Linked DNA regions of Mus musculus: regions 1 and 2 are each linked to region 3. Evidence: chromatin contacts called from public Hi-C data. All regions are on one chromosome and are shown on one strand. Each heading gives the region's core, a stretch centred on a gene start, on an enhancer-like site or on the middle of the called end of the contact. The rest is flanking DNA. Distances are from core to core; before and after follow the strand shown. Region 1 has its middle 6.7 kb from the start of Gm30761. Region 2 has its middle 27 kb from the start of Gm30761. Region 3 overlaps Med27 (mediator complex subunit 27).

Region 1 (2,700 bases), core at 126-2,625, 130 kb before region 3:
AATAAACGTGAAAAGCTTCATCCCCCAGTCCCTGCATTCAGAGATCAGCTCATAGCCTGTTTTCTAGGCCCACGGCAGCACGAGCAGAGACAGCCTCCCAGAGTTAGCGAGTGTGGGAAGAGCATACAACATCAAACACAACATCAAACTTGTTTGCTTTTCTCAGATGAGATCTCATGTAGCCCAGGCTGGCCCTGAGCTCCTGCTTTCCTGCCTCTAACTCCCCAGTGCTGGGATTATAGGTGTAGACCACCTTGCCAGGCAAAGACGCACATTAACCTTACCTTAGCTCATGTTTTCTTGGCATTAAGCATGTGCACACTGTTGGCACCACCTTCTGTCTCCAGACCACTCTCACTTCCCCATTACTCACTGAGTCACACATCTACCCTCAGCCTCTGGGAGAGGCCATGGGCCGAGCCAGAGACACTTCACTGTGTGGTAACTGTAAGTATCACTGTGTCAAGAGTTGTAGACACCCAAAGCTACTCGATGTCACTGGGAGAAATGAATGTAAATTAAAGCAGAGGCATACCATGCTCATGAACAGGAAGGCTGCATATGCTCTTTACAGTCAATAGGTTTTTCCTTTTTTTAGAAAAATACCTTTATTTTTATGTATGCATGCAGTACCAACAGTAGCCAGAAGGGGGCTCCAGGTCTCCTGGAGCTGGAGTTAAAACCAATCATGAGCTGCCATGTGGGTACGGGGGAAACTGGGTCCTCTACAAAAGCAGCCAGTGCTCTAATCACTGAGCAGCCTTTCCAGCCCCAGGTTTTTCCTAGACTTTGATAAGCTGATTCAGAAAGGAAATGAGAACCAAATAGATCTCAAGGCTGCTGCTGCCACACCACCAGACTCAGACATGTTGTGAGGCCAATGCCACAAGGACATTGAGTGACTGGCAAACTGATCCACAGAACAAGAAGTAAATCCAGACGTAAAGCCCCCCCCCCAATCAACCCACCACTGTCAACTAAAATAGTATCAGCTAGGATAACCTCAGTGTCCTGGAGGCAGACCATCCCTAAACATACCTCAGAGATAAAGATGCCTGTGGAAGGATTAGAGGGTCTGAAAACCAAAGAGAAAACTGATGGGTGGAAATAGCTCAGATAATGGGAAGGTATCTGTGGTGAGACAGCACTAGCCATAGCAGAGAAAAGGTGTGTGGGGGGCTGCAGTGAGGCTGTCCATCAAAAGAGCCCAAAGCAAAAACATGGGGGTGGGGGCGGACAGTTCACAGAGGGAGAGATCCCAGAGTGGGAGCCTGCCTAGAGAAAGGGGCCAGGGGAAAAGGCACATGCCAAGAAAGGGCCCAAGGAGAGAGCCAGAGCGAGCCAGAGAATGACTGGGGGCGGGGGTGGGGAGAGTCAGAGAACATAGGAAGTGGGCCCAGGGAGGCTAGCTCTCAGTCATCCTTCACAAAACATTACGTTTTAGAAGTTAGTAAAAAAGATTTATGGAATGGAATGTTACAACAGGCTCCCAGGAAAAGCAAGTTTCACACCAAGTTGTACATAAAAAACAAACCAGAAACAACTGTCACAGTTACTGTTGTCAACTGGCAGGCTCCGGACTCCCGTCAGATGCAAGCCTCTGGGCGTGCCTGTAAGGGACATATTTATTGTTAATTGAAGTAGGGAGGCACACTCTAAAAGTGGGTGGTGGCAATCCAGGACCAGGGCTCCTAGACAGCTGTGGCTCCTGGGATGCTGCTAAGCCTTATGACCTGGGTTCAATTCCCAGGACCCCCACCCCACCCCATGGTGGAAGGAGGCAACCAGCTTCCACAAGATGCTCTCTGAATCTCCTCCCACCCACATGCTTTGGAAGGCATTGGGTGTGGGTGCTTGCCGCCCCACATGGTAGAAGGAGAGACCGGGACTCCCAACAGTCATCTTTTGATCTCCACTCACCTGCTGTGGCCAATGCACTCACCACCCCCACACATATGTACACACAAATAAATAAATACTTAAAAATTGAACGCAGCCTAGAACTGGGAAAGATGAGCAGCTATTCTTGGCAGCAAGCAAGGACTGAAGAAGGATGCAGGGACTTGACACCCCAACCCCACAGCGGCAGCAGCAATGTAGCCCAGGAGAAGTGCCCACCCACCCACTCACCTCAGATCGATCGCTGGGTGAAAAGTGGACACCTACACGGTAGAATGTCACTCACCCTGGAGAAGAAGGAAAGACGTGATGACATATGCTCCAACACCGGTGAGCATATGTGGACATTGTGCTAAGTGAGAACTAGCCAGTGAGTAAAGGTTAAGCGACAGGTCCATCCAGGCGAGGGACCTTTGAGAGTCAAGTTCAAACAGAGCTGAGGCTGGGAGGAGGGGCTGATGTTTGTGGGAAGCACTGGGGAGAAAGAAGTGTCCTAGAGATGGATGCCAGTGACTGCGGCACAGTGATGGCGCTCTGTGTGCTTCAAGTCACCCAAACCACGCCCTGAAGACAACAAAAGTTATGTAGTTATGCATATTTTAGCATAATAAAAGAATCAAAGAGCCAGTGGAGAAGACTGGTAGAGAGGTCTGAGCAACAGGAGTGCCTGGCTCTGCTCCTTAAAGGGCACTAAAGGAGCCCATGGAACATGGAGGCTGGCCCTGTACCACCCTGTACCCCAGTGATGGAGCCCAGGTGGTGTCCTTCACAGGAAGACAGGGAGGCCAGAGGGCTGGAGAA
Region 2 (2,700 bases), core at 16-2,515, 150 kb before region 3:
CCAAAATCAAATCAAGATGTTGACAGGGCAAATCAGAGAGCTTTCTATGCCCCTTTGTTGGGCTCAGGCTTCTGTAAGCCGCTGGCTACTGACTCTATCACTCTGCTGCCCTCCCTGTTTCTGTGTGGCTATTCCTCTGGTAGGGGTGTGTGTGTACAAAATATACAATATTGGTCATGAATGAGAAAGGTTGGGAGACACAGGAGGAACCCAAAAAGTAGTTTAAAAGTTCAGATTCTCTGAGCTTAATTCCAAATGTCTTTGCTATCCAGTCCTAACCTGTCTTTACTGCACCAATGCCAGCACCCAGGACTCAAGAGGTTCTCCATAGATACTGATGGGCCAGAGGGATGAATGTATGGATGGGTGGGTGGATGAATGAATGAATGAATGAATGCAGCAGCCTTTTTTGTCTGCAGCCATAGAAGCTGATGTGTTGTTAGACCCTGCATTTCCCACTCGGCTCTGCTCGTACCAGCCTCCATATGCGGTTAGGTCATTGATATTCACAGAATTCTTTCCAGCATTGATTACTGAGACAGAGCACCCCTCCCCCAAACCTCGTCAACTTTCCTGCCCCTCCCCACCAAGGGAGCCTCTGTCCAGCCTCCTGATTAATTCCCTTCCATGAATGTTCTGATGAAACTGTGTGCTCACGCCCGCCGAGCAGCCTCCGTATCCTGGATCATTTCAAAGCTATTTTGCTCTTTGTGGCTTGTATTCATTAGCTGTGGCAGAGGTCATGAGGTCCGGGCCGGCTCGGTGGGGCCACCTCTGAGCAGGCAGTTTCCCTGGAAGGGAAGTTCTTCCTAGCCTGCTGAGGGTGGAGAAGGTCATGCTGGCCAGACCTGGTGGCTTGAAATCTGTGAGAGGGAGCAGGCGCCTGGCAGGAGAAAGGGTTGCTCTCAAAGGAGCGAATATTAGACTGAGCCACATGAGATTTCTGATATGCAGCCTTTTGTGCACCCATGAAAGCAGCAGGCTGGTGGAATAGAGTCATCTGAAGTACAGAGAGGGTGGGAGGGAAGGAGTGGGGCTCTAGTAGGCAGGTAGCTACAGGAGTGGTCCCTGTCTTGTGGACGGTGGTTTAGGGGTGCTCTTACAGGAATGGGGGGGAAATTGCCAGCATTTGAAGCATTGGAGCCCAGAGACCTGAGCTCTGGAACTTGTCTGTGGCTTGGGACTGCAACTGGGTGTGCCCTCCACCCCCACAGCATAGATTGGCCATTTTTAGTTCAATGTGAGGCCATGGCGCTGTCCGTGGTGCTGAACCCCTATTGGCTGGGCTCAGATGTGGGGCTTATGCTTGAGTGCCACGGAAGACTGTCTACCATCTTTCAGGGAGTCTGGAGCCCAGAGAAGGACGTGGCAGAGGACAGGGGTCAGTGTGAAAGTAACCTCTCACTCCACAAAGAAACAACTGCTAGCTGTCTCTGGAGAGGGAGCAGTTTAGTATACTGCCATTACTAAACTATTATCACTCTGGGGACACATGCTCTTTCTCTCTATGTCCCTAATGCCATCCTAAAAGCAAAGGTGAAATCAGTCATGGGTCTTCACCCTCTGACTGTACCTACCGTCGTTCCTCTTGCCTGTAAGCTCTCTGCAGGCTGCTTTGTTCTTGTTGCTGTACTCCGCTGCCCTGCCTCATCATCTGACCCCAGCAGTCCCTGCCTGGCCACACCTTTCCAGGAAGCCTCTCTTGACTACTTCATTCAGCCCAGCCTGGCCTCTCATTCCTCTGACCCCATTCTGACCTCAGAGCTAAGTTTAGCAAGCAACACTTTCCAAGGCATTCTTTCTCAGCTCTTTCTTTCTCCCTCCCTCCCAGCTGCATGCTCTCAGGGGACCTGGCTCTTGCTTTCTCTGTCCTTGCAGCAGAGCCAAGGCTGCTGTGTGCGTGGATATCAGCAGCAGCACCATCAGCCACCATGAGTGAGGGCTACTGCTGTGTAGGCAGTTTCTGTGCTATTTCTCACTGGAGACTCACAGGGAATCTGCAAAGCTGGTCCTATTGTGTCACCGTCATAATAGGAGGCCCAGAGGGATCCAGTAACCTGCCTAAGCCATAGAGGCATGAGAACCAGGGTTCAACCGAAGGTCTGTCTGGCCCCAGAGGCCAGCTCTTAATCACCAGCTAGTCTCTCTGAGGCATGGCAATGACCCACAACTGAAACCCATTCTGCCACTGACTTGGGGTGAAATTGTGTCACCGAGGGACCAGCATTAGAGAGTGGGGGGAATCATGAGTTTTTACCGGGAGGGAGCTGAGAGGGCTGTATTATTTTCCTTTCCTGAACAACATTCTCATACCTTAGGAATGGCATTAATGTCCAAAACACTTATTGAGCGCCACTGCATGCCCTGCATTATGAATTATGATAAGGACTGGGTCAGATAGCCACAAATACAACACACACTGACCCATTAGTCTATGATAGAAAGTTTAAGAGAGAGAATTAGAAAATAATAACACAGCTCAGATCCAGACCAGGGACCCCACCAATAGATGGCACTATCTTCTATGCTTTCTTTTGAAAAGACCCTGGTGTATTCTAAAAGTGGTACAGACTCCCCAGAGACAAAGGGACATTCAGAGTCGTGGGTCTGGACTTTTCAGGAGATGGTGAGTCTTAGACACCACTTATCAAGGGACTGCTTGGCTCTGTGAGGGTGTCAGCTGACATCATTTACCCAAAG
Region 3 (2,700 bases), core at 61-2,560:
GAGAGAGAGAGAGAGAGAGAGAGAGAGGGAGAGAGAGAGAAAGCGCCTAGGAGATCACAGGAATTGCTTTCCAGTCCAGGCAGAACAGAAGGATTTCAGAGTCTCACTTACACCAGGCTTTAGTGGGAACCCTATAGTGTGAAAAGCTAAAAATCCTAGGCTCAGCTCTTTGTTATGCAAAAGAATTAAACAAATGCCCTTTACTTTCAATTACTTTATCATGTCTGTTGTTGGAAAGACTTGTACTAAGCAAAATTCAACATATAACGAAGCCATAGCTTTCTTCAATGTGATTCAAACTTGATGCAATGCTTTAAAAGGACCAGAGCCTATCTGATAAGCCTCTAGGAACCACCCATTCTTGTCTTCCTTTGCCCTGTAATGGCCAGTGATGTAATAGCCACAGCAGACAGCTGTCTTCCTGGATAAAATCACCTTGTAGAGGAGAAATGCAATTAGAAGGCGCAATGAAACATCATTTTAAACTGATTCTGCAGGCTGCCACATCCCACTCAGGGTTTAACAGCTACATTCTTTATTACTGTTTCCTAGTCTGGGCGACTACTTTGTGATTCAGTATCTACAGAAGACTGAGGTTCTCAGTTCTGTCTGTGTTACACGTAGTCAGAGACAAATACAGGACGGGACAGGGAAGCTTGTCCCTGAGGGCTGCAGGTGCCCACGCTCACCAGAGCTGGGCATTAACAGCAACAAGTTTCTGTGAGGTCAATGGGGCAGGATGTGACAAAGTTGTCACCATAGCTTGGTGGTCTCCCATGCCACCTGTCACTTTCCTTGGGCACTCCCCTAGAGTCCCAACATTTTATTTTAAAGGTTTCAGATACAGATCCCACATCATCCACGGCTCTGCTGTCTGCTGCTTTAGGTTCCAGCCGTCAACCACAGTCTGAAACATCTTCAGATAAACAATGTGGCATCCCAGAACTTACATTCCAAGAACATTACTCGACTCAGGCCTGCAGCTAGACTTGCCAAAGAGAAGCTGGAAAGGACTCTTGGAAGTGAAAAAGCAGTTTCCAACTTGATTTAAAAAAAATTAAAACACGCTGAGGTTCCTAAGATCTGTGGCAACAAGAGTCTTCTGTCTGTGAAACTGGGAAGAAAGCACACTACTCTCCCACTGTGGACACCGTGGATTAGGCCACACCACATACGGGTTCATATGGAAAAATGCACTTGGACTCATGAAATTCAGTACTCAATTTCCATTATCTGTGAACACGTTCTACAGATAAGGGCATGAGTGTGCCTATAAACACAGGCAAGAGTACAGAGAGCCTGACTGCCCAGCAGCACCAAACATAACAAGACGGTCTCATGACCCCACTCCAATAGCAGTGGTATACTGCCCACATGCTTGGCAACAGGATGCTGGCGTATTTAAAGTCGGTGTGGCCCATCCATCACTCTGCCTGAGGCCTGTGAGCACCTCAAGCTGTGTGTGCCTTGAGAGGAATGCTTCCTCCCTCCCTCTGTTTACAAGTTCTCTCTGTGCCATGATGTTCCTGGCCTGGCCGTCCACACACCTCACCTGCTCCGAGTGGAAAGGACACAGGAGTACACAGAGAGTGGATCAAAGGTCCCAACAGAGGCCAGATGGGAAGGGGGCTGGGAACATCAGGCATCCTTCGACAGGCGGTCCTCTGAGTTCGCGGAACCAGAACCCCTCTGGCTGAAACAAGGAGCAGAGTTCTGCCATATGTCTCCAGTACTACAGTCCCGACAAGCTACAGATTTTGGTCTGTGGCTATTATCTGAATGGAACACAGATCTCTCAAGTGAAGAGAAGCAGTTTTTACAACATATATGCTAATGAATTGCAACGATATAGAGCATTTAAAACAAAATGTCCCTATATTTATTCTCCATGGACAGATTTTTGCATTAATATTTATGAGGGGTTCCTCGTTTATTTCTCCCAGAGACTTCTCTCCTGCCCAAAGAAAGGGGATAAAAGATAAGTAACATGAACCAATTATCTTTTAAACAGCTACAAAGGACTAGCTTATTCATCTGCAACCTGCCACTTGATTATCTTCCTAATATACCACTTTCCACATACTGGGCCTTGCTCGCCAGCCCCAAGGGCCTGCTCTTCCATAGTGTGCTAAGGCTGGCTTTTGGGCCCAGTCCTCTGTGAAAGGCTCCAAGCCCAAGCCCTGTACCGCACCCTTCTCCTACAATCCTCTTCTGTCTGTCTAAATGGTCCTTGGTTCCTGACCACTTAAACACTCAGTACTTATGGCTACAGTTCACCATGAGTCCTGGGCACTGTGATCACATCTAAAATTTCTTGTAAGCATTCTTGGGAAGCGAGCAGATGACTCAGTAGTTAAAGTAGCTGCCACACAAGCATGAGGACTTGAGCTCGATCCCCAGCACCTATGGTGCTTCATATTTATAATCACATCACTGGGGAGAAAGACACAGAAGGATGCCAAGATCTAACTGGCCAGACACCCTAAGAGTATAAAGAGCATCTCAGTACCAGAAACGGACCCTGACTCCACTAACAAGGTGGATGTTAGGTGGACACCAGAGGCTGAACTCTGCTCTCCACAAGCAAGCAAGCAAGCAAGCAAGCAGAGACAGTGAGAGACACAAAGGCACAGAGAAAGGTGTTCTCAACCTTGTAAGCCAGGAAAGCTACACACCAGTGCTTAAGATACTGTGGAGAAA

The links. A called contact is a pair of places that touch in the nucleus more often than the background predicts.
Region 1: a Hi-C map of the N1E-115 cell line shows a contact between it and region 3, with 1.7 times the contacts expected there. The contact joins two enhancer-like sites. A contact is called at or near these places in 1 of 15 datasets of contacts at CTCF or cohesin (pro-B cells), 4 of 484 Hi-C or Micro-C datasets (the N1E-115 cell line, cortical neurons, embryonic stem cells and 1 more), 2 of 115 datasets of contacts at active chromatin or transcription factors (both in embryonic stem cells) and 1 of 9 other capture datasets (embryonic stem cells).
Region 2: a Hi-C map of the N1E-115 cell line shows a contact between it and region 3, with 3 times the contacts expected there. The contact joins two enhancer-like sites. A contact is called at or near these places in 1 of 15 datasets of contacts at CTCF or cohesin (large pre-B cells), 3 of 484 Hi-C or Micro-C datasets (the N1E-115 cell line, cortical neurons and nephron progenitors), 4 of 115 datasets of contacts at active chromatin or transcription factors (differentiating embryonic stem cells and embryonic stem cells) and 1 of 9 other capture datasets (embryonic stem cells).

Annotation. Positions count from the first base shown.
Region 1 is chr2:29,552,121-29,554,820 of GRCm38.p6, reverse strand. No RefSeq gene overlaps it. Among named protein-coding and RNA genes, the nearest start is that of Gm30761, 6.7 kb to the right of the region's middle. Within about 2 kb of position 1,375, at least 19 of the 459 cell types and tissues checked have an H3K27ac peak or open chromatin away from gene starts, as enhancers often do. A contact at or near this core is called in the N1E-115 cell line, where this site is marked.
Region 2 is chr2:29,572,341-29,575,040 of GRCm38.p6, reverse strand. No RefSeq gene overlaps it. Among named protein-coding and RNA genes, the nearest start is that of Gm30761, 27 kb to the right of the region's middle. Within about 2 kb of position 1,265, at least 46 of the 459 cell types and tissues checked have an H3K27ac peak or open chromatin away from gene starts, as enhancers often do. A contact at or near this core is called in the N1E-115 cell line, where this site is marked.
Region 3 is chr2:29,420,936-29,423,635 of GRCm38.p6, reverse strand. The region is part of intron 3 of Med27 (mediator complex subunit 27); the gene reads right to left. Among named protein-coding and RNA genes, the nearest start is that of Mir133c, 53 kb to the left of the region's middle. Within about 2 kb of position 1,310, at least 41 of the 459 cell types and tissues checked have an H3K27ac peak or open chromatin away from gene starts, as enhancers often do. A contact at or near this core is called in the N1E-115 cell line, where this site is marked.